Regions from separate parts of the Mus musculus genome. Here region 1 is linked to region 2. The links are chromatin contacts, called in public HiChIP or PLAC-seq maps. All regions are on one chromosome and are shown on one strand. The core of a region is the stretch at or near the end of the contact, and the rest is flanking DNA. Distances in the headings are between cores, read along the strand shown.

Evidence for each region. HiChIP or PLAC-seq counts read pairs in DNA pulled down with a chosen protein or histone mark.
Region 1: a contact with region 2 is called in an H3K4me3 HiChIP or PLAC-seq map of bone marrow-derived macrophages, with 2.8 times the contacts expected there. The contact joins the enhancer-like site here to the promoter of Abcd4 in region 2. A contact is called at or near these places in 3 of 39 promoter capture datasets (hippocampal neurons, liver and stem cell-derived epiblast-like cells), 2 of 115 datasets of contacts at active chromatin or transcription factors (bone marrow-derived macrophages and pro-B cells) and 2 of 9 other capture datasets (embryonic stem cells and liver).

The regions. Positions count from the first base shown.
Region 1 is chr12:84,853,872-84,857,131 of GRCm38.p6, reverse strand. It overlaps Ltbp2 (latent transforming growth factor beta binding protein 2), which reads left to right. Exons shown (of 36, transcript NM_001370743.1): 3 at 3,193-3,260. Among named protein-coding and RNA genes, the nearest start is that of D030025P21Rik, 20 kb to the left of the region's middle. Within about 2 kb of position 1,716, at least 70 of the 459 cell types and tissues checked have an H3K27ac peak or open chromatin away from gene starts, as enhancers often do. A contact at or near this core is called in bone marrow-derived macrophages, where this site is marked.
Region 2 is chr12:84,615,889-84,619,144 of GRCm38.p6, reverse strand. It overlaps Abcd4 (ATP-binding cassette, sub-family D (ALD), member 4), which reads left to right and starts at 1,679. Exons shown (of 19, transcript NM_008992.2): 1 at 1,679-1,862. The coding sequence starts at 1,825.

The DNA.
Region 1 (3,260 bases), core at 467-2,966, 240 kb before region 2:
TTGGTGAGGAAGCATAAGGATGGGCTATTTGGGCAAAGATTTGAGTGCTGGCTCCATTATCTAGCTAGGTGACCTTAGGCGGGTCTCTTAATCTCCCTGACTTTCAGAGGCGATGTGGGGGAGATAGGAATGATAAGCATGTAGAGAGGATTAAATGAGATTGTGAATATATCGGCACCCACTGGAGAGTGGCTGAAGAAAGATAATGTGACTGTGCTTTGTATGCTAGGAGCTCAACTGATCGCACTCCTAAGGGCCGACTGTACAAATGGGGACAGAGAGGCACAACACGAAAACCCATCCACTGGACGAGTGGTCTGTTCAAAGAGGAGGCAGCAGTCACTGAATGATGGGTCACCAGGGCAGGAAAGGTGACTCTGAGGGACGAGTGGCACTCAGGCAAGCGGCCAGGTTAGGAAGCCAGAAAGCAGGTTCAGCCAGAGTGGACTGACTTAGAGTGTTGTTAGCGAGGTCAGAGCTGGGAGGTCTCTAGTTGTTAATGTGTGCTTGTCTTTTAAGGACACTGAGGGGTCCCAAGAAGGAAAAACATGTGCTGGAGCTTTGGAGAGTGTGTTAGCCAGAGTTCGTTAGAGGAGCAGTTATTAACCTGTGGGTTGAGACTCCTTTGGGGGGGGGGGGTTGCATATTAGCTATCCTGCATATCAGATATTTACATTATGATACATAACAGTAGCAAATTACAGTTATGAGGTAGTAACAAAGTAATTTTATTGTCGGGGGTCACCACACATGAGGAACTATATTAAAGGTTTGCAGATTTGGAAGGTTGAGGATGCTGCTCTAGAGGAACACAATGAGTGTGTATTGAAAGGATTTATTAAATTAGCTCTCAGGATACTGTCTGGGTAGTCCAACAATAGCTGTCTTCACACTGGAGAGAATGACAGCCCAGAAGCTGCTCAATCTGTGAGACAGGGTGCCTCAGTGGTCCCCATCTGGCACTGAAGGTCTAGAGGATTCCTGGGGAAGCGCTGGTCTTCAGTCCACACTGGGTTTTGATGTCAGTGGAAGCAGCCGCAGAGTTCAGGGGCTCATGGCACAAACTGCATAGAAGACCCCTGCCAGCATGACAGGACAACAGGAAGGCGAGCAGGCAAAACCCAAAACACACACACACACACACACACACACACACACACACACACACACACACACAGAGAGAGAGGCCCCATCTCCTCATATCCGGCTGCCACCGGAAGATCATCTCACGTGGAGGGTCTTCCTGGTTCAAAGAACTCAGCCAAGAAAATGCCTTAAGAACGAGCCCAGGAGCGTATCTCCCTCTAACTCTGCGAGGGGACTTACCTAGCTGGCAGTCGAGCTGACAACCAAGATTAAGCATTGCAGAGTTCCATCTAAAATGGCCGGTGGTTAGAATGTGGAATTTTTCTCCGAAAATTTCCCACAAACCCGACCCCGCAGGCATGTAGGGGTTTCTGATGGTTTCAAAATCACTTAGAACAACTGGGGCTCTCTGTTTCCTCTGTGACCTTGAATGGCCTTGGTTACTCTCTCTCTTCACCCGCATGAGCCGGTGGCCTCCCTGGACTCATTCATCTTCTAGCCTCCAGGAGGCTGTGCTTGCCTCTGGAAGGCCACTCACAGCTTCCTAGTCCACTCCTCAGCAGGCTTCATAGCTTCTAGCCTCCAGGAGGCTGTGCTTGCCTCTGGAAGGCCACTCACAGCTTCCTAGTCCACTCCCTCTGGACTGCTCCTCCCTCTTCAGTGAAGTGTTGGACTACTTCATCTGAATGGCCTGGCGCCCCATGTCTTCCTTCTGTCTTGTGGCCTGTTGTTTCTTGCTTCCTGTTAGTCTCCCTCATGTGTGCAAACTGCTTATGAAAGAGAGATGACTTCAGTCTTTTGTGGTGGAGCCCTCGGAAGGGCTCAACAACTACTTACTAAGGGAATTAGAGGCAGGTGGGTGGGGTCTTGCTTTAGACTACCCAGAATGACCTAGGCCATGGTCAACCCTGTTCTCCACAGAGGTCCAGGAAGGAAGAGGCCTGGCCTTACATCCCAGTGTGGGCCTCTGTGGGGATTTAGGTGGCTGCAGATTACTGCCATGTCTCTGGATTTGGTTGGATAGTAAAGTCCAGAGAAGACAAAAGCCATGCATGGGAGGACTGGTGGCCGCTCGTGGTGGAGGCTCACGACAGTGGTGGCTGCTCATGGTGGTGGCTTCCACCACAGCAGTGGTTCTCAGCCTTCCTAATGCTGTGGCTTTTAGATACAGTTCCTCCTGTTGTGCTGACCACAACCATAAACTATCTTGTTGCTACTTCATAAATGCAATTTTGATACTGCTATGAATCATAATGAAGACATTTATATTTTCCAATGGTCTTAGTGACCTCTGTGAAAGGATTGCTTAACTCCCAAAGGGGTCGAGGCCTGTAGGCTGAGAGAACCCACTTAGAGGAAGCCAGTTTCTGCTTCCACTCTGTTTCCAAGACAGATTAGGACCTGCTGAGCAGAGTCATCCCATTACCCACACCAGAATTCTATCTTGCTGAGCCAGGGATGAGAAGCAGGGGCTATCAGAGGATACAGACAGAAGTGGGTGTGTTATCTTGAGAGGCTCTTATATTTTCCCAGTCTCCTCAGCCCACCCTTGGTATTCACCAGAAAATAGGCCTAGGCTGTATAGCTCATAAGTGACACAAACTACTGGCTCTTAGGGTAATGTTGAACCTCTCCCATAAAGATTTCATTCATTCATTCATTCATTCATTCATTCACTCAGTGTTTATTGATAATCTACTCAGTAACAATTTTTATTTTGAAGCTCTGAAACTACCAGAGGATACAAAATAAAATGTCTGTAATTGGCGTTTCTATAACCAATAGGAGTGGACATATAAGCCTAAGTGGGATACCAGGTAGTTCTTTCCTTTCTGGTGTGTCCTTCTGATGGTGTGGTAAGAGCCCACGCCACAACTCTTGTTCAAAACTCAAAGACATACTCATCCTGGAGACCTGTGGGTAACAGGGAGAGAAAAGGTCATAGAAGCCTCAGGAGGCTGAGGGTAGGTGGTGGGCCTCCCATGTCCATGAGAGGCTGGGCAAGGTCCTCTCCCTAGGGTAGACGCCTCTAGTGTGTAGTCGGTGGGTGCTCATGGCCTCATAGGACTTGGCCCTGCGGTCATTGCTCTCTCCCTGTTTCCACAGCTGTGTGTCAGCCTCCCTGTCAGAACCGAGGCTCCTGCAGCAGGCCCCAGGTCTGTATCTGCCGTTCT
Region 2 (3,256 bases), core at 430-2,929:
GAGCTTGCCACTAAGCAAGTCTAAAAGGCTCTGAAAACAACTGGTAATTGTTACTTTGTTGACTTGTTGAGTGTTTGTTCCAGAGTTGACCTTAAGGATCAAGAGCTAGGAAGATACATTTAGATGCAAATGTGAAATGCCATTATTGTTTCCTTGAATCTCTCATTGGGCACTTTAGTCAGTCTATAAGCATTTCATACATTTCTCGTTTAAGGATCGCAGCACTTGGAGGCAGAGGCAGGTGGATCTCTGAGATCCTGGCTAGCCTGGTGTAGAGAGCGAGTTTCAGGACAGCCAGGGCTACACAGTGGAACACTGTTTCGGGAAGAAAAAACAAAAACAAAAACAGAATAAACCAAAAGAACCAAAACAGCTGCAATCTAAACCAAACCAAACCAGAAACCCACTATAAATCAGTAGTGTTGAAAACTGCAAATGTAAAGTGAGGATCCTCTACCCTTTTTTTTTTTTTTTCCCCTTGAGGCAGGTCTCCTGTTGTCCAGGCTAATCATGAACTCAGCGCTTTCTATGTATCTGAGGCATATCTGGAACTCTTGATCCTCCTGCTCTACTGCCTCAGGTCCAGAATTACAGGGTTGAGCTGCCATATATGTCTGGAAAACTGATTTATATGTTTATTTCTGTAGTGCTGGGGCCTTATGTATGACACGCAAGTCGTTTACCACTAAGTCACATCTACCCGACTTAAATGATCATGCTGGGGCTGGTGAGATGGCTCAGTGGGTAAGAGTACCCGACTGCTTTTCCAAAGGTCCAGAGTTCAAATCCCAGCAACCACATGGTGGCTCACAACCATCCGTAACTAGATCTGACGCCCTCTTCTGGTGTGTCTGAAGACAGCTACAGTGTACTTACATATAATAAATACATCTTTAAAAAAAAAAAAAGTCACGCTGGCCAGGCATGATGGCGCATGCCTTTAATCCCAGCACTTGGGAGACAGAGGCAGGCGGATTTCTGAGTTCGAGGCCAGCCTGGTCTACAAAGTGAGTTCCAGGACAGCCAAGGCTACACAGAGAAACCCCGTTTCGAAAAACAAACAAAAAACAAACAAACAAAATCACGCTGGGGAGAGATGGGACGTCCTGGAGAGATGGCTCTGTGGTTACAAGCACTGGCTGCTCTTTCAGAAGCCCTGGGTCTGTAACTAGAGTTCCAGGGACTCCAATGCCCTCTTCTGGACTCTGCAGGCACCAGGCACTCACGTGGTACTCATACATGCAGGCAAAACATTCCTATACATAAAATACATTTTCAAGAAAATCTTGTAAATCGTGCTGGGACCAGGGAGCCAGCTCACCCGATGAAGGCTTTTCTCGCCAATCCTGACAACCTGAGTTGGCTCCTCGGGAGCCCTCATGATGGAAGGAGAAAATTGACTCCTCAAAGTTGTTCTCTGACACTTACGCCCTGGTTCACAGTTCGCGTGAACACACACATAGCTCACTAAATAAATATGTATTTTTTAAATTAATTAATTTTTTAAAAAACAGATCACGCTGTCTTCTCTGGGAGAAAGTTACACTCGGAACTACCAGTTGGCAAAAGAAACCTCCCAGCCCCACAGGGGACGCTCTGGCCACCCGGCCAGCTCTATAACCTCTTGCTACTCTCTTGTTCTTCAGGAAAGGCTGCGCTTCCGGGAACGGCCACAGCGCCGGAGCCGTCTTCTCTATCTAGCGCGTCTCTGTGGTCGCCAGAGTCCCACCCCTTTCCTCCTAGGGCGGGGCCCCGAGCTCTGAGGACTCTGCCCGGGGAGGACACCGGGCTTGCTCGGTCGCCTCGTCGCTTGCATCCCGGGTCATGGCGGTCCCGGGACCCACGGCCCGAGCTGGTGCCAGGTGAGCAGGGCTAGTGAGGACGGCCGGGTTGTCAGGGACGCACTGCCTGGGCAGTGGGGAAGGGGCTGCTCCCCTGCGGGTCCTTCCTTGCAACTTTCCTTCAGTTTGGGCTATTTGGAACCCTGGCTGCACAGAATGGAGTTGACGCTGCCTCACTCTAGGTACTGCGGACCCCCCTCTTTTGGCATCTTCCTCCCTTAGTTTTCGTTCTCAATTCCGATCTGCTCTTGGCACACCCTCCTTTGCATTAATTTTTTTCAGACCCTCTTACTTAAATTATCCTGTTACCTTAAAATATATGTTGACTTTGGATTCATGAATCATGTTGTGATTTTTTAAAAGAGAGAAGTTTTTAAACTGAGCATTGGGTTTTTTAGGTCATCCATGCTATATGACTTTTCACTCCTGAATGGTGCTCAGCGTCACCCTGGATAGATTCTATTTCCCTAGTAAAGGATGCCTGGATTACTTCCAGTATTTCAAGCACCACAAAGTACACCGTAATGAATATCCTGGCAATTGTCTCTTGATAGATAGATACTGATGGTTTCTCTTTAAGTTATCCACCTCAGGATAGAATGCTGAGCCATACTTAATTCTATAATGTTTTGGGGTGGTCGCGTCCAATTTATAGTTCCTGACAGCAATATATAAAGGTTCTAGTGTCCCTTATAACCATCCCCATATTTGGTATTGTTTAGTTTATTTTTCCTAATATGTATCTAAATGATGTATGTAAGATGGTATTTTTTAAAGGTTTATTTATTTATAATATGTAAGTACACTGTAGCTGTCTTCAGACACCTCAGAAAAGGGCAGATATCATTACCGAATGGTTATGAGCCACCATGTGGTTGCTGGGATTTGAACTCAGGACCTTCAGAAGAACAGTCAGTGCTCTTAACTGCTGAGTCATCCCTCCAGCCCTGTAAGATGGTATCCTATTGTAATAACTTTATTTTTATTTTATTGGGGGGGGGCGCATGCACATGCACGTGTGATATGTGTGCCATGACACAGGAATGGAGATCAGGGAACAGGTTTTGGAGTTGGTTTTTTCCGCAGTGGGATCTGGGGCTGGAATTCAGATCTTGGCGACAAACACTTGGACCTTTTGCTGGCTGAGCCATCTTGTCAACTACACTGTGCTAACTTAGTACATTTATTAGGCTCGTGGATTGTCCCTTTCATAGACTGCCTGCTTATATCCTCTCCTCACTTTCCTATGAAATATCCTGATGTGCTGGGTACATCACGTGTTGGCGCACGCCTTTAAGTCCAACACATGGGAGGCAGATGGCAGTCAGATCTCTGTGAGTCTGAGGCCAGCCTGGTCTACAGAGCAAGTTCCAGGACAGTCAAGGCTACACAGAGACACTGTGTCTTAAAAGACC